Linked DNA regions of Mus musculus: all the other regions are linked to region 1. A link is a contact called in public HiChIP or PLAC-seq data. All regions are on one chromosome and are shown on one strand. The core of a region is the stretch at or near the end of the contact, and the rest is flanking DNA. Distances in the headings are between cores, read along the strand shown. Region 1 holds the start of Spi1 (spleen focus forming virus (SFFV) proviral integration oncogene). Region 2 overlaps Lrp4 (low density lipoprotein receptor-related protein 4). Region 3 holds the start of 1110051M20Rik (RIKEN cDNA 1110051M20 gene). Region 4 overlaps Lrp4 (low density lipoprotein receptor-related protein 4).

The links. HiChIP or PLAC-seq counts read pairs in DNA pulled down with a chosen protein or histone mark.
Region 2: an H3K27ac HiChIP or PLAC-seq map of acute myeloid leukemia shows a contact between it and region 1, with 2.3 times the contacts expected there. The contact joins the enhancer-like site here to the promoter of Spi1 in region 1. A contact is called at or near these places in 10 of 39 promoter capture datasets (3T3-L1-derived adipocytes, cranial neural crest, embryonic stem cells and 6 more), 4 of 484 Hi-C or Micro-C datasets (embryonic stem cells, hemogenic endothelial cells, muscle stem cells and 1 more) and 5 of 115 datasets of contacts at active chromatin or transcription factors (acute myeloid leukemia, bone marrow-derived dendritic cells, bone marrow-derived macrophages and 1 more).
Region 3: an H3K27ac HiChIP or PLAC-seq map of microglia shows a contact between it and region 1, with 4 times the contacts expected there. The contact joins the promoter of 1110051M20Rik here to the promoter of Spi1 in region 1. A contact is called at or near these places in 9 of 39 promoter capture datasets (the 3T3-L1 cell line, cranial neural crest, embryonic stem cells and 4 more), 4 of 115 datasets of contacts at active chromatin or transcription factors (bone marrow-derived macrophages, craniofacial prominence, embryonic stem cells and 1 more) and 1 of 9 other capture datasets (embryonic stem cells).
Region 4: a contact with region 1 is called in an H3K27ac HiChIP or PLAC-seq map of bone marrow-derived dendritic cells, with 3 times the contacts expected there. The contact joins the enhancer-like site here to the promoter of Spi1 in region 1. A contact is called at or near these places in 9 of 39 promoter capture datasets (3T3-L1-derived adipocytes, the C10 cell line, the SN4741 cell line and 6 more), 4 of 484 Hi-C or Micro-C datasets (embryonic stem cells, hemogenic endothelial cells, muscle stem cells and 1 more), 6 of 115 datasets of contacts at active chromatin or transcription factors (bone marrow-derived dendritic cells, bone marrow-derived macrophages, large pre-B cells and 2 more) and 1 of 9 other capture datasets (liver).

The regions. Positions count from the first base shown.
Region 1 is chr2:91,093,225-91,099,722 of GRCm38.p6, reverse strand. Spi1 (spleen focus forming virus (SFFV) proviral integration oncogene) reads right to left here and starts at 3,045. Exons shown (of 5, transcript NM_011355.2): 1 at 2,730-3,045; 2 at 197-293. The coding sequence starts at 2,774.
Region 2 is chr2:91,492,954-91,499,738 of GRCm38.p6, reverse strand. It overlaps Lrp4 (low density lipoprotein receptor-related protein 4), which reads right to left. Exons shown (of 38, transcript NM_172668.3): 26 at 5,835-5,997; 27 at 5,493-5,718; 28 at 4,679-4,982; 29 at 2,631-2,849; 30 at 2,349-2,483; 31 at 1,291-1,399. Among named protein-coding and RNA genes, the nearest start is that of Ckap5, 30 kb to the left of the region's middle. Within about 2 kb of position 1,463, at least 52 of the 459 cell types and tissues checked have an H3K27ac peak or open chromatin away from gene starts, as enhancers often do. A contact at or near this core is called in acute myeloid leukemia, bone marrow-derived dendritic cells, bone marrow-derived macrophages and 1 more, where this site is marked.
Region 3 is chr2:91,439,364-91,446,604 of GRCm38.p6, reverse strand. 1110051M20Rik (RIKEN cDNA 1110051M20 gene) reads left to right here and starts at 1,891. Exons shown (of 9, transcript NM_175123.5): 1 at 1,891-2,036. The coding sequence starts at 1,991.
Region 4 is chr2:91,472,678-91,479,414 of GRCm38.p6, reverse strand. Lrp4 (low density lipoprotein receptor-related protein 4) reads right to left here. Exons shown (of 38, transcript NM_172668.3): 3 at 6,142-6,258; 4 at 5,744-5,857; 5 at 5,391-5,507; 6 at 4,939-5,067; 7 at 4,590-4,709; 8 at 4,107-4,232; 9 at 3,024-3,149; 10 at 2,697-2,831; 11 at 2,192-2,317; 12 at 1,664-1,894; 13 at 749-905. Among named protein-coding and RNA genes, the nearest start is that of Lrp4, 19 kb to the right of the region's middle. Within about 2 kb of position 2,809, at least 98 of the 459 cell types and tissues checked have an H3K27ac peak or open chromatin away from gene starts, as enhancers often do. A contact at or near this core is called in the SN4741 cell line, bone marrow-derived dendritic cells, bone marrow-derived macrophages and 4 more, where this site is marked.

The DNA of each region.
Region 1 (6,498 bases), core at 1,796-4,295:
TAAATGAGAAAGAAACTAAATTTGCCCTTGGCACAAGAAGATGCTCAGGGATCAGAGATAGGGCTGACATTGTGGGATACAGGGATGAAGTTGCTGCCTGCATCTTACTCTCAGAATTCCAAGTAACTTCAGGAGTCTTTTCCTCTCTCCAGCCCCAGGGCATGCTGGGATGAGGGGTGGAGGACCAGGTACTCACCGCTATGGCTTTCTCCATCGCTGCCCACGAAGGAGTAGTAGTCATGCATTGGACGTTGGTATAGCTCTGAATCGTAAGTAACCAAGTCATCCGATGGCTGCCGAGAGAGAAAGGTGTCGAGCCTGAGCTGTTGAAGATATTCCAGTGAGGTTTAAAGCTAAGTTTGAGGCCTGTGACCTTCCCTGACTGGGGCACCTGGGAGCTGCCCAGCCTTTGCTTCGAATCCAGAGCATTCAGGGACACAGTGGGTAAGGCGGTGCGGGAAGTTCAGGACAGCGTGCTAACAATGAGGTAGAGAGGTCAGAGGTCAGCAGATCCAGGGCTAAAGAGAGGGTGCATACAGCCCCTTCCTCACTTCTCTTATTATCCACTGCACCGTTCCACACACACCTATGACCATGGGGGCCTGTTGCCCTCTCCCGTTCCCACCAACTCATCTTCCCCCACACGTACAAACACTCCCTGTGACACACTTATACCCAAAGCCGTGGAGACTCACTCTCACATGTCCACACACTCACTCTTGGGTTCCTGTCTCGGTCTCACACACAGGCATCCTCACCCTCTCGTGAGCCCCCCCCCCCCCCGTCTCACACAGGCCTATACATCTGCTCACACTCACAGACACCCACTGTTCTCTCACCCCCTGCAGGCACACACATATATATTGACACACACAGGCTCACATCGAGTCCCAGCCATCAGTACATTCACATGCCTTTCAGAACCAACCAGGTCCCACTCTCCAGTGCTACCTTGGGGCCCTCTGTTACCGCCTGACCCTGACTCCTCCCCTCCTGTTAGCCGCTGTCCATCTAGTCTCAAGAAGGCACAGTCCGACATGATGACTGTCATGTTGATTATTTGTTTGTACGAAGGTCACCCAGGCAGATTTTGGGGATCAAGGAACTGTCCCTTTTGCCTCCTCCCTCCACTGTCCTTTTGATGGGAGACTCCCTGCCACCATTAATTTCTCTCTTCCCTCCTCTTTGTCCTCCTCTCCTTCCTTTGTCTTTCTTCCCTTCTTTCCCCATCTTCTTTCTCCTCTGCCTCCCTCATCTCCTCCATCTCTCACTTGCTAGGCACAGGGATATGCACTCAGAGCCTTCCCGTCAGTCACTGGGCTTCTCCCCACAACCACAGAGTGTGCCCAAGGATTGCACAATAGTTACAGTGGCCTTGCTTGGTGGGCCAGGGCTGCCTTGAGAGCCGGTCCACTCAAGAGATACTTGGTTGAGGCTGGAGAGAGGCTCCTGAGGCTGGAGAGAGGGGCTAAAGAGCTGGTGTGGGAACTGGAGGTCTGGCCTGTGTCCATATCAGCAGGAAGAAGAGGTCAAGGGTCAGGGACAGTGGCTTTAATTGAGGCAGAGTGAACTTCTGGGACACCCTCCATCACCTGTGCTTGCCCCAGCACCTTTCCCGTCCCAGGCAGGAGAAGGGGATCAGGGTAAAGGAGAGAACAGTGAGATTTGGCGAGCCTGTCTTCTATCCTGTGAGGAGACCAGAAGCTGGCCCTCTTCCCTGGGTTTCCAGGCAGCACACTAGGCCTGCCCCTGTTGCAGGACACTGACTACGATGTCAGGCCTGAGGTGCTACGGAGGGCTGGAAGGGATAGAGAAGAGATCTGTCTCTAGTTCAGGAACGCTGAGTCAGGTGGGCAGGCCCTGCTCAGCTTTTCCTCACTGCCCCAACACCTCCAAGGGTAGGAGAAAGCAAGAGGGTCCTCTCTAAGGGATTCTGGGCTGCCATTCGCCCAAAGCTGTGACTGTCACTGAAAACAGGAGGAACAGGTGGGATCCTCCCACCTGCTAGTGTCCCTGTCCCTGCCCCACCTTAACTCTAGCCAGATCTTCTCACTCCAGTCCCAATCTCCGTCCCATTCTGGCCCCAGTCCATTCTTCACCCGATTTCTCATTGAGCTAAGTTCTAGCCACAATCTAACTGCAGGGTTTCTGCTCTGTTCTTCTCTTGCCCGGCCTGGCCCTAAGAAGCCAGTCTTGGTCACTGCCCAAGACTCTCAGATCCATGTAGGCCCAAAGCCCAAACACTTGGATCAACAGCCAGGCCACAAACTGAATGTTGGGGACCCACGGGTGACTTCGAGTTCTAATAGCCTTTGCCTCAGGAGCCCACAGGTCTTGAGTTGAAACCTCTCCTGTTGCCTCCAGAGACTCCTAGGCCAGTCTCCAGATCTCCTCATCCATGGCCTCTCAGGAGCCGCCCTCGCCATCTTCAACCCAGAACCCTGCCCTAGAGTTCGGCCTGCCACTGAACCCATCTATAAATAGCTGTTCAGGCCCCACCGATCACAGCCCCACCATGGGGCCAGCCGGCAACCCTCAGCCCGCCAGGGCATGCTCTAAGGAAGCCAATGGCCCCTCGCTGGGTCTCAGACCAGCAGCTCCGGGGAGGAAACACCAACTTCCCACTGATAGGGAGCCGGAGGGCATCGGGTGGGCTGGTGGGTTAGTGGGCAGATGGTCACACATCCCAAAGCCCCAGGCTGGGCTGGTAGTGAAGCCCCAGTACTCACAGGGGCGGTGAGGGAAAACCCTTCCATTTTGCACGCCTGTAACATCCAGCTGAGCTCCAGGTTGGTCAGATCCCCTGCTTCGGTGGGGATCAAGGCGGATCCCCCTCAGGACCAGGTGCCCCGTCGGGGGACTGGACGGTCGTGGGTCAGACGCAGGGCTCAGGCCTGCCCCCTGAGCTACAGGAGCCCTGGGTGAGCCCCCTCCCTTGACATTGCAGGGCCAGCACAAGTTCCTGATTTTATCGAAGGGCCTGCCACTGGGAGATAGTCCCCTTGGGGTGACATCACCGCCCCAGCCCGTTTGCATAAATCTCTTGCGCTACAGGAAGTCTCTGGCCGGCTGGGGCAGGTGGTTCTCAAAGGGCAGCCCTGGGAAGACAGGGGGCCAGGCCCCTGCCCAGAGGAAACTGGGGCTGGGAGGGAGAAAGGCTAGCACTACCATGGAAGGCTTCTGCTGCTCCGGTCGCTAGGCCTTGCTGAAGTAGTCCACTGTTCTTTTAGCCTAATAATACCGATTTCTTCTCAGTCCCCTCTGGTGGCCAAGAGTCCCCTCTTCGGGGGGTCAGAATAGCGAGAGCGTGGATCCCTAATTTTGAGGGTGAATTTGTCAGGTGGAGGACTTTGGTCCCAAGGCTGCCAGGCTTGGCTCTTCCTGTAGGCCCTGCAATATCTGCTAGATCGTCCTAAGCCAATTAGGGCCAACAGTAGACACTGGGTCTCCCACATTTTATCTCCTTTCCAGACTTCTCAAGTGGGCTTCCCTTCCAATTGGGAAGGACATTGGCTTCTGATCCCCTCCCCTCCCAGCTAAGTACCACAGCTGGTGTCAGATCCCTAAGGACATTGTTCCCAGCCCAGTTCTCCCGGTTTCTCCAACCCTTGAACGTTACGATCTAGACTTCCTCCTTTATAAACCTTCCTCGCACGTTTCTTCTTTCCTCTGTTTTCCTATCCTTGTCTCTTTCTGATTGTCTGCTCATCTCTCCAGCCCATCACACCACCCATCCGTCTACACATCTCTGTTCAACCAACTGCTCATTTCTGAGCTGCCAGTCAGCTCGTCTGCTTACCCTCGCGGTTAGCAACGTGCTCATTTAGCCACTTGTCTGTCCGTACATCAGCCCATCCATCTGCTAACAGTTTGTATTTTTATTTCTTTATCTACTATATGACCTTCTGTCAATCTGGCCACCTGTCCATCCATCCATCCATCCATCCATCTGTCCATCCATCCATCATTTGTCTACACATACATTCTTCCACCCACACATCCATCTATTCACTTAATCTATATATCCATTAATTCATTAGTCTGCCTATATCCATCCATCTCCCAGTCTACTCATCTACTTATCTATTCTCAATGCACTTTTCCATCCATCCATCCATCCATCCATCCATCCATCCATCCATCCAACCATCCATCCACCCATCCATCCACTTAACTATTAATCAGTCTACCTATTTACATATCCATCCATCCATCCATCCATCCATCCATGCATCTTCCCTATGTTAACCAAGCTCTATGCTGAGTTCTGGGAAAGTGGAAGGGTTTCCTGTCCTTCAGACATCCAGTCTAGAGAGTAGAGCAATAGTTCTTTTCCTCCACACACACCTGTCCCCCACTTCTGACTCCAAGGACACACACACCTCTAGGGAGACTGCTCGGTTGAGCAAGAACTTGTTTTGTTTTTGTCTTTTTGAGACAGTTTCTCTGTGTAGCCTTGACTGTCACGGAACTCGCTCTATACCTGCCTTTGCCTCCCGAGTGCTGGGCTTTAAAGTGTATGCCACAGTCCCCTGTCTAAGGAGAACTTCTTGGTCAATTAGCTTCCTCCTGTGTATACTTTAACCTCTTGCTTTATGTAAAAACTAGCCTGATCCCTCCATATACCCCGGTAGTTTCTTACTGCCAGCAGAAAAGGAAGGGTCCCACCATCACCTTCACCTCCATCCTCTCTTTTCTTGCAGACACACTTGGGACTCCCCAGGGGGTCCAGATCACATGTCCTCAGGGCTCCCAGGAACCTGACTCAGGCCCCTCTCTGAGGTTAGGGAAGACACAAACTCACTCTACGCCAGCAGTTGTAGTTCTTCATGTTTCCACCAAATAGGCTGAGCTCCAGGTAACTGGATTATAGGGGGAGAATGGTCTGGGATGTGAGAACCAGGCCCCAACTGTTATTTTCATTCATTAATCCATTGCTTTGGATTGTTTTAGTAAGATCTTGCTTATGGTATCCTGGGCTAGCCTGGAGCTTGCTGTATAGACCAGGCTATCTTCAAATTTGTATTTATCTTCTCATTTTTGCCTCGATGGTGCTGGAGGGAGCCCCTTGCCAAACCCTAAACTCTTCTTTCCTTCCTTTCTCGCTTCACTCCTTCCTCAACTTGTGTCCATCCTTCTTTCCCTCCTCTCTCTCTCTCTCTCTCTCTCTCTCTCTCTCCTTCTTTTCCTTCTTCCCCCCTCCCCCCTTCACTCACCCCACCTTGTTTTTCTTAGGATCTCTAGCCCAGACTATCCTTGAACTTTTTTTTTAATAACTGAGAATAACTTTGGTCTTTTGATCCTCCTGCCTCCACCTTCAAAGACGTGGCCACCACATCCAATTGCTCAGTTTATGTGGTGCTGGGGATTGAACTCGGGGCCTTAAGTGTGGGAAAGCCTCTCTGTCAGCTTTCATCCCCAGACCCTAGCTTATTTTCTCTATGAGCATGTGTACTCATTTCTGCGTTCATCCAGCCACAAACATTTCACTCAGCGATTTCTATGAGCTGGACCTAAAGGCTCACAAACAGGCCCGTGGGGAGATGTGCAGACAGATTGTGGGCTTTGTGGAGAGAATGCAAGAGACGGGGAGTGGGTATGTGTGGGGCCAAGTCATTTGATCAGAGTCACAGAAAGGACATCCTGGGAACAGTGGGCAGAGGCTATCACACAATGCAGACTGACTGAGGAGGCAGAGAGTTAGAGAAGAACTTGGAGCAGTGAGCTGCCATCGCTGTGGTTGGGAGAAAGGCATGATGGGAAACCTTTACTGTTAAGCCCAGGAGCCTGGGCCAAATACAGCATCATCAATGGAGTTTCTGTTTGTTCTAAGCGGGGAGTGAGAGATTTATCTGATGATCACAGACAGGAGACCAGGTAGGATGTGTTCCCAAAGCATAAGGTTCAAAGGCCTCCAGGAAAAGAATCATTCTTTTGTCCTATGTCTGCCTGAGGCAGCCCATAAAAGAGAGCCAGGGGTACCCAGAAAGATGACAGAGTGGTTGACAGATTTGTAGCCCTTGCAAAAGACCTATGCTCCATTCCCAGTACCTACATGGTGGCTCACAGCTGTATGTAACACCAGTCCCAGGAGAACCAATGTCCTCTTTTGGCACACACATGATGCACATATAGGAAAAAAAAATAAAAATAAAACAACCTTGATCACATAAATAATTCTCTAAAAAGTTTTTTTCTCTTTTCTTTTCTTCTCTTCTCATCTCTTGTCTTCTCTTCTCTTCTCTTCTCTTTCTTCTCCTTCTTCTTCTCCTTCTCCTTTCTTCTTCTTGAAAGGGTTTTCTCTTTTTAGCCCTGGCTGTCCTAACTGAAACTCACTCTGTAGACCAGGCTGACCTCCATCTCAGAGATCTGCCTGCCTCTGTCTTCCAAGTGCTGGGATTAAAGAGGTACACTATCACTGCCCAGCAAAATAATTTTTAAAAAAGTAAAAGGAGATCCAGGGTGGTTTGGAAGGTCTCAATTATAAAGTGTATGCTT
Region 2 (6,785 bases), core at 214-2,713, 400 kb before region 1:
AAAAAAAGGGTGATGCTCGCCAAGCAGGGAGAACTTCTCAGTGTCTGAGAATCTCTTTTAGACTCAGTGTTCATTATCTTATCCCAAATTCTTTCCTTCTCTTTTTTCTCTTCTTTTCTTTCTTATTCTTTCCTTCCTTCCTTCCTTCCTTTCTTTTCTTTTCTTTTTTTTTTTTTTAGACATGGTCTCATATAGCCCAACCTAGCATCAAACTAGCTATGTAGTTGGGGATAACCTTGAATCCTCCTGCCTCACCTCCAAGTTGCTGGGATTACAACCATCACTGCCACATAGTTCCTTCAGGTTACCTGTTGTGTTGAACTATCCCAGATAAGGTTAGGAGTAATTGAACTAGTTACATGTGATGGCAGATCTCTGTTTTAACTTGAGACAGAGTCTTACTAAGGATCCTGCCAGCACAGACCAGTCCAGCCTTGAACTCAGAGACCTATAAGCCACCTCACCGACTTGGTGGTTAATTGTGAATGTCAAGTTGATGGGATTTAGAGATCATCATGGAAAAAACTTCAAGGCATGCCAGAGCGGTTGCTAGAGTAAGTTAATTAAGGTGAGAAGATTCACTTTAAATGTGAGCAGGCTGTGGTCCTGGATGGGACTAAAAAGGAGAGGTAGCCAGGCACAGCATGCACCAATGTCTGCCTCCTGACTGCATTACACTGTGACCAGCTGCCTCCTGCTCCTGCCGTCATGTCTTCTCTGTTATGATGGACTGAACCTTTGAACTGTGAGCCAGAATAAACCTTCCCTTCCTTAATTTGCTGTTGTCAGTAAGCAATTAATACAGTATGTCTCGTGTTCGCAGAGGGCTACGTCCTATGTTGACACTAGTGCATACTTCAAGTGCATGTCACTGTTAAACCAACTTGTTTTATAGGTAACTACAGCCTACAGAGGTCCCGTGTCCTGTTATTTATCCAAGTAGGCTTCAGGCTCATTGTGAAGGCATGCAAACACCAAATAGCTGGCCACATCAAATCTCTCACTTTTAGCCATTCTAACAAACTTTAACTTAAGTGAGCTAAAAGCACAGCAGTAGATTCACCAGGGGAACTTATCAAAATGCCATGTTCCTGGGCTCAGTCATCACAAAGCAACTTCTCTATAGCCAGGGCCCCGGCACAAGTTGCACCTCTTTTTGAGAGCCAGGCCTTCAAATGACAGAACACGGAAGTGCTGGGCCAGGATAGCAGAGTACTCTCTAAGTGGCTTAGGATCCCCAGGAAACACCCTAGTCAGGGAGGTCTAGTTACCTCTCTCCTGAGCCAGTACCTGTGTGAGGGCAAAGGGGTGGGACACATGGCTGACCAAGACCTGCCTCAGCTTCCCATTGAGGTCAGCACTCTCGATCCGATCCAGATGTGCATCTACCCAGTAGATCCTGAGAAGAGAAAGAGAAGGGGGTGGGGCAGATGGTTCTTCCCCATAAGGTGCTTCCTGTTCCTCCCCAAGCTGAACTGGCAGGCGCAGTCAGGAAACACTCCTGACGAGAGGTCACCATGAGCCCCACAGCTAAAGAACAGAATGTAACTCATAAGCAGGGAACCTGAAGCTGTGGGGACACAGAGAATTTAGGACCACCCGCAGCCTTTCCTTGGCAACTTGATCACCCTTTGGGTCCTAGCCGGAAATCTAAGCCCACAGTTTTATAAATGGTCTTCAGAAAGGGTTCAGGCCATGTGGCCCTACCTAACCAAGGTTAAAAGAAGAGGTCACCCTACCAACTCTCCAGGTGACCTGACCTTAATTCTTTTCCTCCGGGGGCAGGAAGGGGAAGTCACCCTCCTCTGCCCTTCCCTTTTTTTCACCCTAATCTAGAGGAGAAATTACCAATCCCAGAGCCTATTGCTTCTGCAGGTAAGCCACAAATCTAAGACCCTAAATGGATATGTAAAATAGGACACAGTCTGTCTACTGATAATCCTCAGAACTTGCAAACCAAGGAGACCAAAGCCACTGAAGGCTCAGGGCTGGATTCAGCAAGCCTGGTGCTGACTGCATTGTCTTTTTTTTTTTTTTTTTTTAATTTATTTTGGTTTTTCGAGACAGGGTTTCTCTGTGTAGCCCTGGCTGTCCTGGAACTCACTCTGTAGACCAGGTTGGCCTTGAACTCAGAAATCCGCCTGCCTCTGCCTCCCGAGTGCTGGGATTAAAGGCGTGCGCCACCACGCCCGGCCTGACTGCATTGTCTTACCCCTTTCCCTGTTTCCTCTTCCTCATCTGTCCAGGGATTTTCCATATTTTCTCCCCCCCCCACCCCCATGCCAACCTCTGTGCTCTCCTTGGCCCGCCCTCTATTCCCAGGCAGCTGTCTGGACCAGGGTCCTCACCTGCGGGTATCATAGTCCAAGGTGAGGCCGTTGGGCCAGCCTAGGTCTGTGTTGATGAGGACCTTCCTCTCAGAGCCATCCAGGTTTGCCCGTTCAATCTTGGCAATGTGGCCCCAGTCTGTCCAGAAGAGGTACCTAAGATACAATAGCGCCATTGTCACAAAGAGATTGGCAGAATATAGTGGCTACCACCCACCCATTAATCTGTAAACACATTCTGGGAGCTGCTTTTCTACCAGTCCCTTCTAGACTGGAACTCTTTCCCGCTAGACATGAACTTACCCCTTTCTGGGGAAAACAGCAATGGCCCGGGGCTCGTCTAGACTGTTGTTGATTAGCACTTTGCGACAGGATCCATCTAGCCGAGATGCTTCGATGGTATTTCGGCCGGTATCTGTCCAGTACAGGTTTCTGGCAACCCAGTCCACTGCCAGCCCGTCAGTGGTCTTAAGCCCGTGTCCAATAACAGTCTCCATGTTGCTGCCATTCAGGTCTGCTCGCCTTAGGGACAATGCAGGGCTGCTCGAGTAACCAGACTAACCAGAAATCGTACCCTGAAATTCACTATAAACTCTATAGAGACAGATACAGCATGTTCCTCAGTACCCAGCAATGGTGGGTGCTCAATACAGGCAGATTATCTTAAGACTGTTTCCTTCAAGAGGGTTTGGATGTATAGGGTTTGCCGTAGGACAAATTAAGTCATTCCTAATATATCCTGTGAGGACACAAGAATTGCTACCTGGGGTGATTATTAGACAGGTAGATTGGGGCTGAGAGTGTAGGTCAGTGGTAGAACTCTGGCCCTGGGTTCAGTCTCGAGAGCAAAGCAAAGCAAAGCAAAGCAGAGACAGAAAGGAAAGGTTTGCTAAAACCGATCTGTGCTTTTAAACAGAAACTAATGCACCAGGGACAAGGATTACGTCGTAGTCACCTGGGGGATTTCTCTAAACTGCACACACCACATGAAATCTGAATGCACCCTCAGGAGAACAAAGGCAAAGATTTCTATATCCCATGTAAGAATTTCTGCCATGGTAAGTCTCTAGTATTGACATGATATCATATTCTTGAGTTGTGTTGAAATAAGAAATATAAAGAATAATAAAAGGGGCTGGTGAGATGGCTCAGGGGGTAAGAGCACCCGACTGCTCTTCCAAAGGTCAGAAGTTCAAATCCCAGCAACCACATGGTGGCTCACAACCACCTGTAACAGAGATCTGATGCCCTCTTCTGGTGTGTCTGAAGACAGCTACAGTGTACTTACATATAATAAATAAATAAATCTTTAAAAAAAAAGAATAATAAAAATAATAGCAAAAAAAAAGTCACTCAAAATATCCAGGTAAAGCAATATAAAACTTAATGTTGGGCTAAGGTCCCTATGCCACAATATAGCTTCTAACTTTTCACCTGCCTTAGAGGGCTCTTAGAGTCCCCTCAGGGCCTGACACTAGTGTGGAAGCTCCAGGTTCCCAACTTGGCATCATGTTTGTTTGTTTAACATACCAGGTTTCTGTGATACATACACAGACACACACAGAGACACACACATACTCACAGACACAGACAGACACACACACAGACACAGACAGACACACACACACACACACAGAGACACACACATACTCACAGACACAGACAGACACACACACAGACACAGACAGACACACAGAGACAGACACACAGAGACAGACACACATACAGACACAGACACACAGACACACACACATACACATACATACACACACGTTTTTGAGATGTCTCACACAGCGCAGCCCAGGCCTCGAGCTAGCTCATTATATAGCCAAAGATGGCCTTGAACTTGAACTTGTGATCTTTCTACCTCAAGCGATCACTTCCGGCTCTGCTGAGACCCCCACCCCCCCACCCCCCAGTGCTTTCACTTTCAGAGTGCACTTCCCGAGCACTCTGAGCTGCATCCTGTTTATTGTTTTTGAGACAGAAGGTTGCTACATTGTCCAGGCTGATCGTCAACCCAAGCCATCCTGCCTCGGCCTCCTAAGGGCTGAGATTGTAGGTGGGGAACCATGGTAAGCAACTCTGCTCTTACTCTTTTGAGACTGGACCTTGCCTATGAGGCCTCTAACTATCGATCTTCCAATCTCAGGCCCCTGAGTAGCTTTACAGTCACCAAAACAGCAAACAAGCAATGTAAGTGTGGACCACTGTGAAGTGGTCAGAAATCTAACTCCATGTCAAACGGCCAAGCCATCCAGTCCGCTTATTCGTCAATAGAGAATGTAACCTCACACATGACTGCTCAGGATCAGGTCTGTGTCCCCCACCTGTTCCAGTGCCACTCATACCTGATAACATCCAGGAACACATCTGTGTAATAGACCTTTCCATGCACACTGTCATAGTCTAGGGAGATGACATTGTTGAGCCCAGGAACAGGAACGTGCACGTCTGTGTGGTCATCGGTGTCCAGTGAGATACGGCGAATAGAGCCTCGGCTAGAGAAGAGCAGGTAGGTTTCTGGAGAGGGGTCACAGGTCTTCCTGTCTCCCTTCAGCTGAATGCCAGTGGGACAGGCACAGGAGAAACCAGAAGGCCGAGGTAAACAGAGGTGGGAACAGCCGCCATTTCTTGAGCCACATTTATTAAAACCTGGTGAAAGAGGAGCATCAAGCATTCACAACCAGCCTAGGAGGCTAGAGTGTTCACACCCAACCTGAGAGGCTAGAGTGTTCACACCCAGCCTGGGGGACTAGAGCATTCACACCCACCCTAGGTGGCTAGAGCTTTCACACCCAGCTTGGGAGGCTAGAGTGTTCACACCCAGCCTGGGAGACTAGAGCTTTCATACCCAGCCTGTGGAGGCTAGCAATCGCTCATAAAGGACCTAGTCTCTATGGGTAACTTACTGCTCTTAGTGACAAGAGTCAGTGTTTGGCAGAAATGAGGTAGAGCAAATGTCTCTGAGAGCTCTTTGTAGGTAGCAGCACCGAAGACCTGTGGAGTACCAACCATACCTAGAGGGACAAAAGACTTATCCCAGAAGTGGAGCTTAGGAAGTCTCTCTGTCTGAAAGTAACTCTGTGCTCTGGCTATATTCTGCTGTCGTGATAGCCCCAGAAATCCGGTGGCTCTGAGTCAAGAATCCTAGGATCTTCTCACCCAGTGGCTGTGCCCGGTCAACAGCTTGGATGTCCATGAGGCCTGGCAGGTTGGACCTCACAAGGATGACATTGCTGCCAGTACTCTTGTCGGCCCGGTGGATGCTGCGGGTCTGCCAGTCAGTCCAGTAGATATAGGAGTCAAGCAGAGTGAGGCCATATGGGTGCTGGACTGGTGACACCAGTGTATGCCGATTAGCGCCATTCAGGTCTGCCACCTCAATTCTCTGTGGAGGAGATTGAGCGGAGGTGGCTCTTAGTCCACCAGGGGCCTTCACTAAAGATCCTGAACAGCTCTCTTCCATCTTCCCAGGCTTCTGGGAAGCAGGGGCAGGGCTCTCACCTCAGTATGGGCATCAGCCCACAGCAGTTGGGAACTGGTCTTGTCCACAGTCAGTCCATTGGGCCACCCTAGGTTGTTGTTGATGAGCACAGTACGGTCTGAGCCATCCATTCCGGAACGCTCTAATTTGGCGTTCTCCCCCCAGTCTGTCCAGTACATGAACCTGATGGAGGAAGTGGAACAGCTGGTTATTCTAATAGCTCCCATAGTCTGCAAATACCTGCAGTGCGTCGAACATACTGTGGCGTTCCTATGGTGCGCCAAACACTTCACACACATTATTAGCTCACCCTCGCAAGGGTGGGTGACAAAGTGTACATTTTACTGTCTCTTGCTTGACAGGGGAAGAAGCTGATAAGGATCAGAGATTTTAAACATTGCATCCAAAGTGAAGAAGCTAATACACATGGGAGAATTGGAATTTTGGTCTCTGTGTGTGTCCTCGTGCATGCAGGTACATGGTGTGTGTGTGCATGCAGGTGCATGCCATGCGAGTGCACGTGAGGCTTGAGGCCAGAGATGGATGGTCCCCATTCACTTTCTACTTTAGATTTATTATTCATTTAATGTATGAGTACACTATAGCTGTCTTCAGACACACACCAGAAGAGGGCATCAGCTCCCATTATAGACGGCTGTGAACCACCATGTGGTTGCTGGGAATTGAACTCAGGACCTCTGGAAGAGCAGTCAGTGCTCTTTAACTGCTGAGCCATCTCTCCAACCCTCTACCTTATTATTATTATTATTTTAACATAGGATCTTTTGCTGAACCTGGGGCCCATTGGTCCAGCAAGCCTAGCTGGCCAGCAATCTCCGGGCTCCTCCTATTTCTGCCTCTCCAGTATTAGGATCATAGGCACTTATCACTGTACCTAGCTTTCTATTTGGGTACTGAGATTCCAAACTTGGGTCTTCATGCTTGTGTGGCAAGCACTTTACTAAGTGATG
Region 3 (7,241 bases), core at 642-3,141, 350 kb before region 1:
GTCCCTTTTTTTATGACCCATGCCTCAGTTCTCCTACTTAGAAACAGGGTAATTGCCTTAGTTCTCATGAGGACACATGAAAATATGTGAAAATCATCTGAAAATCAGATTTCTTGGGAGTAAGACAACATGGTCATCGTTAACAAATACCATCCTAGAGATAGGGTTGTAGCCAGTTGATAGAGTGCTTGACTAACATGGCTGCTTTCCATACCAGCTTCAAATAAAACAGACTTGGTGTTCCATGCTTATAATCTCAGCAATCCAGAGATGGAGGCAGGGGGATCAGAAGTTCAAGGTCATCTTTGGCAACCTAGTGAGTTTCAGGCCAGCCTGAGATATGTAAGACTCTATCTCAATTTTTAAAATTTTATTATTACTCTATTTACATTACAATAATAATAAGCCCAATATGAAAAATCATTAAATTTCTATACCCTCAAGCTGCATGGAGGAGGGGTAGAGGAAGGAGAAGTTAATTATTTTTAACAAAACTTGCAGGACTTCATATCAACAACTACCAACCTGGAAAATTCATTACCTCAGAACACCAAACACTGTCCCTTGTGTGGCTCTGTCCCTTTCTCCTTACCACATCCAAATTCAGAGTGACTCACAGGAGCCTAGAATTGAGACATATATACAAATTTAAGGGAAAGGGAGAATTACAAGGTCTGAGTAGCTCCTTTGGGGAGACTAAGAATAGGCCCCTCAGAACATAAGAGAAGAGCCTCCTCTTTACTTACTCCAGTGTAGGTGGTCTGTGGGATTCCCAGTCACTCCTTTGATGACATCAATTTCGTTTTCTTTCTTTGTCACAAAACCTCTCCTCTTTCGAAAACTTCTCCTTGTTGAAGGGGCAGGGACTTACTTCAAAACAAAACAAAACAAAACAAAACAAAACAAAAGTGAGGATCGAGTGGCTTTTTCTGCTAGGTTTGGACTGTGACACTGTACAGATCTCTTTCCTGTTCTTGCACAGAGAGAGGAGATAAGAAAATCTGGTTATTTGAAAAGAAAGGAATAGTCTTTCTTCTTCAGAAAGGATAGAGCTGAGGATATGTAATAAATGCTCTAGTTTCTGACCCATTTCCTTTGAGAAATGAAGTGACTTTGTAGGAAAAAGGAAAGGCACTTGGACAAGATGTCAAATAATAGGAAGTAGAAGCAGTCTCAAACGGCTAAAGGGAATTTGAGAGGAATGGTCATTAACTTACAGAGGACTTGATGAGTAGTTTTAAAAATTGCATTTTACCGGGTGTAGGGGCACACACCTTTAAAACATTAAAACCTCTGAGAGCTGCAGGCTCAGGCAGATCTCTTAAATTCAAGGCTATCCTGGTCTACACATCAAGTTCTAAGCCCGACTGGGCAATACAGTGAGACCCTGTCGAGATATATATTTGGGGCAGGGGATTTGTGGAGGTCAGAGGACAACTTGGAGGAGTTGGTAGGCTGTTTTCACCACATGGGGTCCCTTGGATTGCTCAGTGGCCCTTAGTAGTATCTCTATGCTAAAGACGTATCCCCGACCTCCAGAAGCTGCCAAGATACAAAGAACATTTTGTACCAACTTGAAAGAGTAAATCCTAAAAGTGATTAATAATAGATAATGAGATCTCAGTGTTAGGCGAGGCCATACATGATCATTATTGTTAGAATAAACAGAAACTATGAAATCCAGAAATTGCAGATATGAGCCACTGATAGTAATTCTTCAGCATCACAAAATACGACACATTCAGAGAATTTAATTCACAGATTCTAAAACCAAATCCCAAAAATAGGAGTTAAAGAAAATCAGACTCTAAGTGACTGCTTCCGGAACTTGTGTGATAGGCTCTACGTTGCCAGTCGGAGACTGTTTACGTGACACCCTCTCAGCCTTCTAGTTCTCCTCTGGCCGCCTGGGTGCCATGGCAACAGAGACAGGCTGTAACCTGGGTTCCGGAAGAAGAAAGCTGGAGCGTGGAAACTACCCGGTCAAAGGATGCTGAGTCCCGAGCGCCTAGCTCTACCGGACTACGAGTATCTGGGTAGGGGCTTTTTTCAGCGTCGGGAAAAGAAAGGAGTAATGTGTTAGGGGAAGGAGTGGGTAGGAGACAGGGGCGGAGCCTGAACGGTAGCGGGTCTGGATGGGACGGGAGGACAGAAAGAAGGGGTTCTAGGGCCTGAGCCTGAATGTAGGGCCAAACCTGGATGAAAAATAACATTTATGGAGTAAAGAATGGCTGAATTATATGGACTGGCTCTCAGGCAATGAGGACTGCATTCTAAGTAACACAATTAAGAATCTGAGGCCCCAAACAAGGCTATTATTGATAGGTTTGTATTGACGCAAACTTGGCATCTGAAATGACTTCAGTCATTTTGTAAATAATAATTTTGCCTTCATAGTGCACGGTTATTTCGAGCTTTTCATTTTCATTAGGCATTCTGCACGAGGTAAGCATTTTGCATGCAGCATTATCATAGAAGGGATTGCTGTGTTTGCTACTTTACAGATGGAGACACTAAGGCTAAAGAGACAATTGCATAAGACCTCATACAGTTAGTATTAGGATCAGATTTTCCCCTTGCAGAACTTGACCTTACCCTTGAGCTAAGGCTGTGTGGTACTAAGTACTGTACTTTGCTAAGCACCCTGCAGTGAGTGTGTAACACATTTACTGTATACGTTTGTGTATACACTTATTTTTTTAAAACATTTTTTATGATATTTATTTTTTATTTATATAAGTACACTGCAGCTGTCTTCAGACACACATTAGAAGAGTGCATTGGATCCCATTACAGTTGGTTGTGAGCCACCATGTGGTTGCTAGAAATTGAACTCAGGACCTGTGGCAGAGCAGTCAGTGCTCTTAACCGCTGAGCCATCTCTCCAGACCTTGTGTATACACTTATATGCACACATACACATTTAAAAGTTCATAGCTTAAACATTTAGAGTAGTTTTAAACTTAAAGAGGACTGAGCTGATAGTAGAGTTTTTTCCCTCTGTATCTTCTATTTAGCTTCTATTATTAATTTCTTGTGTTAGTGTGGTACATTTCTTGCAACTGAATATTAGCTCAGTGTGATTACCAACAGCCTATAGTTTATATTAGGGTCCACTCTTTGTATTGTACAGTTTTCTGGACTTGGACAAATTCATATTCTCATATATCCACATTAAGATGTAAAACAATCTTTTCATGGTTAAAACTCCTCTGTGCATCCCCCATTCATTCACCCCTCTCCTTGCTCCTTTCCTTTCCATGACTGATCTTATTGACTTCTAAAGTTTTGCCCCTTTGAGAATAATGGGAATCATTCAGTGTATAAGCTCTTCAGATGGCCTCTTTCGTGTTTCAGTAGGTGTTTAGGTTCCCCCTTGTCGTTTTGTGTCTTGATACTCATTTCTTTACATGGATGAATAACATTTTATTATATGAATGTACCATACACATTTTAAAATAAAATACAACTCTGTATACATATTTTGTTTATGTTTTGAGAATTGATCTCACTATGTAGCCTTGGTTGGCCTTGAACTCACAGAGATCCTCCTGCCTCTGTCTACCCAGTGTTGGACTCAAAGGAGTGAGTTTCCAGACCTGGCAGATGGTTAAAATTTCTTGATCATTTGAAAAGTTGATTCAAAATTGTTTTTTAAATAAAAAGATATTTATCTTGGGGGATGGAGAGATAGCTTAGCAGTTAAGAGCTCTTGCTACTTTTCCAGAGGAACTGAGTTTGGGCTGTAGCACCTACCTACCTACCTGTGACTCCAGCTTCAGAGGACCCAAGGGCCTCTTCTAACCTCTGCATGTGTGTGTGTACACACACACACACACACACACACACACACACACACTGAGGAGGGAGGGAGGTGGAGAGAGACAGAGCGAGTGTGGGAGACCTAATTGAATAATTAAATAATTTTTAAATACAACAAAATGGATGGCTCCTGAGGCATGGCACCCAAGGTTGACCTGGACTACACACACACACAGTCACACATACATACACTCACAGTATCTTTCTCATACCTGAAGTTGTGTTCATACAAAAGAAAAAGGTGATAAAACAACTTCACATTAACTGATGCACATAGTGAGAAGTGACTGCAGCAGGAATCCTGCTGGATGAAACTGGGATTAAAGCCAAAGAACTGAGTTATAGCAGGAAGTGTGTCGGGACCAGGAGATCACAGCTTTTGTACCCAGTGGTAGCTGCTTCCTATGGAAGCATTTTCTTAAATGAGGTTCCTCCTGTCAGGATGACCTTAGCTGGTGTCAAGTTGACATACAACTACTCAGCAGAGTAATAGCACAAATAACTTTATATCTAATGCATAACAATGTCAACACAAACACTTTGGCTAAAGATTTTATGTATTTTTTTCACTTACTCATGAGCTTGCAAAATATTTGAACATCCTAATTCCTTGTTCAGTTCCTTGGATTTTTGCTATTTAAAGTACATATCTCAGAGGCGTGGTATATTGGTAGACTGCTACTTGGGGCAAAGAAGTTGGTCTTTTTCTAAGAGGCATAAGTGCAAGACTAATTTAGGGGCAGTGTTGACAGTCTGTGAGTAGATTCATTGTTTCAGGGCTCTTGAAAAGTTTCAGTGTTCTTGGAATTCAACTAGTCCTTGAACCCTGGACAAACGTTCCTTCTGCTCTGGTGTGTGGTTAACAGTCTTAATCTTAGTCTGCACATTCCACTGTCCTAAGCAAAGTCAAGCTGCTCACAGACTTCCTCATTGTTCAGCAAATTGTGTAACTGCTAAAACACATTTGTTTATACCTAAGAACTAACCCCGCCTATCACAACTTGGTCTCTAATAGAGACATGCTATTTTGAAGCATTCACTTTCAATGTAACAGCTATTAAAACCACTCCCTAGGAGCTGGGCATGGTGGCACATGCCTATAATTCCAGCACTGGGGCTGCTGAGGCAAGAGGATTCTGAGTTTGAGGTCAGTTTGGGATACAAAGTGAATCCTTGTCTCAAAGACAAACAAATAACATTTAAAAGCCATTCTGTATACATTAGACCATACTGCCTGATTTAAGATTTCAAAACCTGTTTATCTTTCTTAATTCACTTTGATTAACTTTTACAATTTATAACTTCACTTGGATTTATAGGCCTAGAAAAAAATAGACAACAAAATATTATAGACAGGAAAGTCCATGTGGTATGCATTCACACACACACACACACACACACACTTACACACACACCAAAAAACCAAACCAAAACAAACCAAAACAAACACCAAAGCTACAGCTGAGTACTCCTCTGAAGTCCGTTTAGAACCTCTCTTTAGGGTTTGGGTATAGGTTCCAGGGACACCTATAATGATTGCCTCTAGGCATTTTTCTACCTGCTATCTAAGGATTCCATTTGAGTTTTTGACTATTTCTGAAGAAAACAACCTTCCATCATAGTGGATGAACTGAATTCTTTTCCACATTGACTTGATGAATTTGGAACCTATAGTCCTGGCCTGGCTTAGGCTTAAGATCATCAGAAAAGAAGACATCCACACTGGCAGTCCAGTGTAGCAACAGAAATGGTCTTGACATCCAGGTTGAAGGCAGAGCCTGGTAAGGAGATTAAGAAGGATAGAAACGTCTGTGTAGACCTGTGAGACATTTCCAGCCATGTGAAAGCTACTTGTTAGAGGCCCATGCCAGCTGCTGAGGTGTGTCTGTGTATCTGTTGGGTGTGGAGAACTCTCGAGATGAAGGGAGCCTGATCTGGACCTAGACTTACACAACCACCTACTTGCTGACCCGAGTGCGAGTGTGTGAGGTTTCCTTCTTATTCCATCTAATCTGTGGACATGCGTGCTTTCACTTGTGCTTCAGGTTGGCTCTTCTGCTCTGTAGAAGCTGCTTACCAGCTGAGGTTGGTAATGGGGTGGCATAATAGTCACCTATAGAAATCAGCAATCAGAGGTTATATGTTTCCTTTGAGGTCTATGCATTTAGAAGAATTACAATAAATAGTAGCATTTTAAAAATCTGTCATTAAATTTTTTTGTTAATTTTTTTCATGTGTCTGTGAAGGAGGTGGGTGGACGTGTAGGTGTGCCAGTGTGCACATGTGGGGTCAGAGGCCAGCTTACGGGACTCAGTTTACTCCTTTCACCAAGTGGATCCTGGGTGAACACACATACACAGATATCAGATGGCTAGTTAGTAAATTTTGGAAGTGGGATATAAATGAGCAATCTAATTTCTGTGTACATGGTTAAACTCTGCTATAAATACACTCAGTGACCCTAAAAGATGGGGTCCTCTATTATTGCATAGCCTCATACAACAAGGATCCTTGGAGTGAGTTCAGTTGACTCCAAAGGTTTCATTTAATATTTCCCTGGCTCTGTTTTGGTGTCTGCTTCTTGGAGGACCTGAACTAAGGCAATGTCCCAGTCACTGACACAGCCCTTTCCAGCTGTAAAGCCTATGCAGTCTCTCTGAGTCTTGGCAAAGGTTCTGACATAGAAGTCATTCAACCTCAAGACTTCTAAGCAATTCTGGACTTTTTTTTTTCTTCTTTTTGTATTTGTTGATGCCATAACATGAGATACTTGTATGACTGCCAAACACAGCGTTAGTTTTTGCTATTGGAGGACTCTTGGTAAATTTATTTTGTTTCAAATGTAAATTAGTGAGCCTTTCAAACCCAGAGCTATACTACAGAACATTAGCACTTAATTAGCTGATATCATCTTCAGAACTTAGTATTCAGGTTGTTTGAGAAAAGGAATGAAATAAATGATAGGTGCTACACTGACTGTAAATCTTAGGAAACCAGATTAATATAAAACAAGTCACTTTAGAACAGCTACAGAGCTGTTCAGTCACCTCCCTCCCTCTCACTGCTCTTCCTTTCCTGGTCGTCTAAAGGAAAGCTAAGGTGGAACATAATCTTGAATGACCGCAACATCGAGTGAGAGAAATTAGTGTGTGTTGGAGAGCTGGAGCCGGCGGCCCTCTTGGCTCTCCCCCGATTTGGTTAGCAGCTTCTCAGTCACGGAAGGGGCAGCAGGCCGTTCCCTTGGGGCAGCAGGCCGTTCCCTTGGGGCAGCAGGCCGTTGCCTTGGTGGGGTAGTTCAGGAATGTGCCCTTGGAAGTGGTTCCTGGAAGTCCAGCCCACGCCTCTTTCCCACCTTTCCCAGGACTCTGCAAGCTCTGTAAGCTTATTGTTGGGGAGTGGGAGGAGTGGATGAATTCCAA
Region 4 (6,737 bases), core at 1,560-4,059, 380 kb before region 1:
ATTTTTAAAATTATTTCAAATTAATGATATTAATTACCTCAACTACTGGCTGCTTTAAATTAATAATAATTTTTAATTAGCTTCACTCTATGGGCTAATAAAAAAACACTAGGCAGTTCAAACTTACCTAATTAGTATATTTTATTCCATTCAAAATGCTTCATTATTTTAACCTTAGATATTTGTAGGAGCAGTTGTATCTTTATTTAGATCAGGGTCTCAATAGCTTAGGTTGGTCACCAACTCTGTAGCTGAAGTCCCAATCCTTCTGCGGTCACCTCCCGAATATGCCTATTTTATGTTTGCTTTATATGTGTTTGTTTTTAATTTGCCAACCAAGAAATAAATGAAGAGGGAGGGAGTTGGAGAGATGGCTCAGCAATTAAAAGCACTGACTGCTCTTCCAGAGGTCCTGAGTTCAAATCCCAGCAACCATATGGTGGCTCGCAACCATCTGTAATGGGACCAGATGCCCTCTTCTGGTGTGTTTGAAGGGTTTACTTATATATATTCAAAAGAAAAGAAAAGAAACAAAAGAATGAAAGAGAAAAATGAAGGAACACGGAGAGGTTGAGTAAGCCAAGGATGTTCAGCCACACACTACAGACCCAGGACGCAAGGGCATCTGGGTACAGAGTCCATATTGCCAACACTGCTCTGAGGAAGACCCACAGTGCCTGGCCCAGAGGCCTGAGAACAATCCCTGCCTGCTGCAGGAGGGACCTGGAAATTTGAGACACCTACTCACCCCTCCATGGGGTGTAGGGCAATGGCTCTGGGCTTCTCTAGGCTCTGCCATAGCAGCACCTTCCGGTGGGCCCCATCCAGATTAGCCACCTCAATCCTCGACGTCCCAGAGTCGGTCCAGTAGAGCTTGTCATGGACCCAATCCACCGCTAGGCCCCCTGGTGAGAGGAGGCAAGGGAAGAGTGTCAGCCATTCACCCTAGGTAGCTCTGCGTCCTGGAAACAAGAGCAGACTCTTACAAGACGTTGCTTCTGAGGCTAGGACCTTGTTGTAACTCTGACACACATCGTCTCTGTGAGCTTGGCACTGAGCTTCCCAGAGTGGGAAGGGAAGTCAAGCAGTTGACCGGGGTCACGCACTTCATCCACACAGAGCTGGGGATGGCCTTGAACTCTGGACGCCCTGGTGCTGTGTGTGGATGGAAATCAGTGCCTTTCATAAGTAGGCAGGTGCTGTCCTACTGAGTTGCAACTCCAGCCCTGGATGCTGCTGACTTCTTAGTCACTTAACCTGCTTGTAGGATAAGCCTGAGGCCACCAGATTAGCTATTGCTTTTTGTATGTGGAGATGGGGGTCTCGTGTATCTCAGCCCGGCTTTAAACTGAATGACCTTGAACTTTTCTGATCCTTTTGCTTCTACCTCTTCAGATGACAGGCAGGCATCATCATGTCTGGTTTATGCAGTGCTTGGGGAATCAAGCTTAGAGCTTTGTGTTCATGCTAAGCAAGCACTCTACCAATTGAGCAGCATTTTCAACTCCTCAGTTGGTTCCTATCTGAGAGTTTCACCCAAGATTTCACTGGAAGAGGCCTTCTGCTTTGTGCACTTTGGAAACACTGGCCCGGCCCCCCCTTTCCGCTGTGTTTTTTTGCACATGGCATTCCAGGCTCTCCACTCAGGGCCTTGTTTTCCTACCTGGGCTCTCTAGCCCAGTAGACACCACCTCCTCTACATTGCTGCCATTAAGGTTGGCACGGAGGATGCGGTCCAGGGTGACATCCGACCAGAAGACCAGCTCCCGCCGGTGATGAAAGTCGAGGGCAATGGCGTTCTCCAGGTTGTTCAGTAGCAGCGTGTACTCGGAGCGGTGCGGGAGCACCTGCCGGATGTCGATACGATTGGCAAACAGTAGCACAGGTTCTGGCCCTGGACACAGCATAGAAATAGGACCCACTGGGCCTCAGAGCCACAGATACCCATCAGCATGCACCCTCAGGGCCTCAGCTCATAGCTGGGGCCCTTTGCCCACTAGAGCATGTCCCAAGCTGCTGAAATTTGGACTAGAACACTAGAATCCTTTCTAACCCCAAACCCAATCGCCTTTCACTTGGCGCCCAGATTGCAATTTGCAAAAAAATCAGTCTACATCTTAGCAAATCCCTCAGCTCTAACACCTGGCTTTTGTCTGTTCCGCCCACCCAGGCAAGTGCCAACCCTCCTTACCCAGAGCTTTGCAGCTGCGCCGATCGGGCCGTAGCTCATACCCTGCTTCACACCAGCACTGGAAAGCCCCTTCAGTGTTTGTGCAGCCCTGGCTGCAGTACCCCTCCTCAGCACATTCGTTTACATCTGTGGATACCAGGCAGGGTGAGGAAGCCTGCCTACAACCATCTTCCCACACACTCCTAAGCCACCCCATTGTCTCCCTGGTCACAGCTCCATATCCCCATCCACTGCCACAGCCAGGAGGGAAACTGTGTAACCAGTGGTTCGGGCTTTGAGGTCATGGAGTCTCAGATTTCAAACTCCAACTCGGCTGCTTACTATCTGTGTGGCTTTGGGTAAATTACCTATACTCTCTGCACTTCTGTTTCCCTATCTGCAAAATGAGAGAAATGATCCCTACTTCCCAGGGTCAGTGTAACGATGAGTCAAGGTCACACCCATCTGATATGTCACCCAGCTTCCCTCCCCTCCTTCCCCCCACCCCCAACAGGCCCCAGCTCACCCTGGCACGTTCTCCCATCCTCTGTGAGCCGGTAGCCTGTGTGGCAGGTACACTGCACTGCCCCTCGCACCATCTGACACTTCTGGGCACAGCCACCGTTGTTAACATTGCAGTTCTCCTCACCCGTCCGGGGCCCTGTGACAGCCAAGCCAGAGTTGGGAGCCGAGCCCAGAATCCACCCCCGTCCAGCCAACTTGGCATTCCACCTGGACCACGAAGAACAGCTCCCAAAAACTGTGAGAGTCCCAAGGGAGGCCTCCCTTTGAACCCTAGGGGTGGGGCTCAGCCACAAACCACGGGCAGGGCCCACCCGCTAGAGACACTCACGACAGTTCTGCTGTGGACTTTCGTCACTGCTGTCACCGCAGTCGTTGATCCCGTTGCACAGCTTCCTCTGCCCAATACAGCGCCCGTTCCAACACAGGAACTGGTCAGAGGCGCACTGGGGGCTTCCTAGAAAGAGAGGGAGGAGGGGGAGAGTCAGGTCACAGGAGGGCAGGGCTTGAGTCCACAAGGGACAGGAGCCTGTCATTTTCTAGGGTAAAGTGGAGCCAGCTGAGCGTCAAGGTGGGAGGGATGGGGTCCGAGGCAGGAAACAGCTCAGACAAGGCTGGTTGAGTGTCTGAGTTTGTTTTCTCCCTGGGATTCCACGATGGATGAGTGATGGGAACAGAGTCGGAGTGTAGTCTTGTAGTCAGAACCAGGTTTAGCAGGGACTGGTGGGGTGGGCGGGGAGCAGACGCAGAGACTGCCAGTCCTTCCTGCAGAGTGGAAGTAGACACTGGGCTACTGGCTGGACAACAGCCCTTCCTCCCAAGGCCAGATTGGAAGTGAGAATTTGAGCAGCTGCAAAGACTCACAGCCTTGACTCTGTGTTCAAGAACTGTACACAGTTCCTCAGCGCATCTGGATTGTGCATGTGCATGTGTGTGTACGTATGTGATATGTTGTGTGGATGTGTGGTACACGCATGTGACTATGAATATGGGTATGTGTGCCCATACCTGTGTGTGCAGAGGCCAAGGACAATATCTGATAACTTTATCGTTCATTCTCTGTCTTATTGCCTTGAGACAAGGTTTCTCATTGAATCAGGAGCTGGCCATTTGGTGAGGCTGGTTGGTTAATGAGCTTCAGGGGTCTGACTTTCTCTTCCCCCCCCAGCGGTGGTGTTACAGGCACTCACAGCCATACCTAGCTTTTTAACTTGGGTGCTAGGGATTTGAACTTGGGTCCTTGTGCTTGCATAGCAAGTGCTATCTCCCCTGCTCCAACAGCTGGATCTGACCCTACTCACTGGGAAGGGCAGGGCAAGTCCAGGCCATTGAAAGCAATGGCAATGTTCCCTTTGCTTCTCTGCCTCCCACTCCCAACATTAGGGCAGGGCGGGGATACCGCTGGGGACTCCACCTGTGTTCTCACAGTTTTCTTCATCGCTGTTGTCCGCACAGTCATCCTCCCCATCACAGCGCCAGGACAGACGGACGCAACGGCCTGACCGACAGCGAAACTGTTCGGCTGTGCACATGGAGGTGGCTGGACAGAGCAAAGACCTAATTAATGGAAGAAAGGCTGGTCCTCCCACCCCAGCCTGAAACTCTCTGCCTCCCAAAGTACACAGGCTACTCTTCTTGATGGTGGTGTTGCAGAAGGTATCTCTTTATGAACCAGGTGACCTTTCCTCAGAGTCCCTTACTTCCGCCTACTATTTTAACTGCCATGGTGTGTCTACAAGTCTGTGGACTACTAGGCGACAGGTATCCTTTAGATATAGTGCCTCTGTGCAGCATACAACCACACAACTGTATAGCTGTTCACTATGTCTTCATGCTCTATCTGCACCCAAACCCTTCTCCTTGGCCCCCCAAGCCTTTGATGCTACCCCCAACTCACTGCAGTTGCGTTCATCAGACTGGTCATCACAGTCTGCATCACCATCACAGCGCCAGCCCGAGTTGATGCACAGGCCACTGTCACACATGAATTCCCCAGAGCGGCAGGGCTGGTGGGAGGCTGGGGAAACAAAGGTCTTCTGTCTCTAGCCAGACCGTGCACACAGCACCTCGTGGAAGAGCAGAAAGTCCCAAGTCCCATCTCCCGCCCCTCCCAACACTCCAGCTCCTCCCCAGAGGGACCGTGGATTTCAGACACTGTTTCCGCCCCAGCTGGCACCTGTGCCCTGACACTGGAGGAAGCTCCTCCTGTCTGGCTGCCCCTCCTCCCAGCTAGCCAGAGCACTCACAGCAGTCAGACTCGTCTGACCAGTCTCCACAGTCGTCATCTCCGTCACAGTGGTAGATGTCGAGGATGCAGCGGCCATAGGCGCACTGGAACTCTTCCAGGTTGCAAGGAGGAGAGGGTACTGCTGAAGCTGGAAGGGAAAGCAGCCCTCCTCAGACCTTAGTGACTAGGGACAGGGGCCTGATTCTTGACAGGGGCAAGGTGTCTTCCTCCAGAATGCTACAAACCGGCTTTCCTTTGTGATGGCACTACAGACTTCTACACGCTAGTGGACCAGAAGTGGATAGAAACCAAGGCTGCTAAGCAAGCATCTGTATGAGTTACGTCCCCGACATGCTCCTTTGGAACGCCCACTCCCTTGCCTGCACAGGACCCTCTCAGTCAATCCTTAGCTAGGAACCGGAGCCCTTGGTCACCGTGCCAGCCCAGCGCCTCAGGGGTAGGGACACTCACGGCAGCTTTCCTCATCAGAGCCATCTTTGCAGTCTGTGTCACCATCGCAGTACCAATGCTCAGCAATGCAGCTGCCGTCGCTGCAGCGGAATTCCTTGTCTGAGCACTTGCGCATGTCTAGGGGTGCAATGAGACAGGAGTCCCATAGGATCTCACCATCCTCCTTACTTTCCAGGGTAGGGGGAGGTCCACGCTCCTGACAGGATAGACTACTCTGCCCACCTGCCTTCTCTCAGCTGCACCACATCCCTGGAGCAGTTTCAGGTCAGGTAGCACAGCCCTTTGCTCCTGTCTCCTCCCACAGGCGCTCCTACCCTAGACCCCCTTCTTGACCTCTTTCTGCTCCCACTCACCGCATTGCTCGTCACTGTTGTCACCACAGTCGTTGTCCCCATCACAGTGCCACAGACTCCGAATGCAGTAGCCGTTCTGGCAGGGGAATTCGTCCTCCTCACACTCCCGGGGGGCTGTGGTCACAGATGAGTCAGGCACAGTGCTGCTCCGAAGAGCACATTGCCTCCAAGCCCCTCAATAAAGCCTTCTAGGGCAGTCAACAGTCCCAATGCTGACCCCAGCACTCCTGGGGAGGTGCTCACCTCTTGTGGGCTTAGCTCATCAAGAGATGAGGGGTAAAGGACAGAAAAGAGCTGAAGACCCGAGAGCTCAAATAGACCCAGGGGCATCATTTTCTGACTGAAAACCCTTACCCGACAGAGCCCGTGGAATTTGCCTGGCCCTTCCCAACACTCACGACAGTCCTGCTCATCAGAGTCATCTTCACAGTCATTGTCCCCGTCACACACCCAGGAGCGTCGGATGCACTTGCCGTTGTCACAGTGGAAGTCCAGAGGGGAGCAGGTAGGCAGCGCTGGGTCCAAGAGAAGGGAAAGGTCAGGCAGGCAGGCTACACTGGGCCAGAGATCCTTGCTCCAAATCCTATTGTCCTCATTCCCATCCTTGGTCCCCTGGTAGATAGAGCACCCAAGAAACTGCAGCTGGGAAGAGGGATCGGCTGAAGGGAATTGGGGGGCAGCAAGAACCCCCCAAGTCTAAGACACCCGAGGAAGCAGTAAGAAAAACTTGGGCAGGAGAGAATAGAGGGACTATGGTTGTAACTCAGTTGGTAGAACATTGCCTAACACGTATCAGGCCCTGGGTTTGATCACCAGCACCTCATAAAACTAGGTGTGGAGGCAAACACATGTCACTCTGGCACTTGGGAGGTAGGGGCAGGAAGATGGAAAGTTCAAGGTCATCTTCAGCCACATATTAAGCTTGAGGCCAGCCAGAACTGTATGAGACCTGCCTCAAGAGATCCTAGGAGGGACACAATTCCCTCCTATCCTT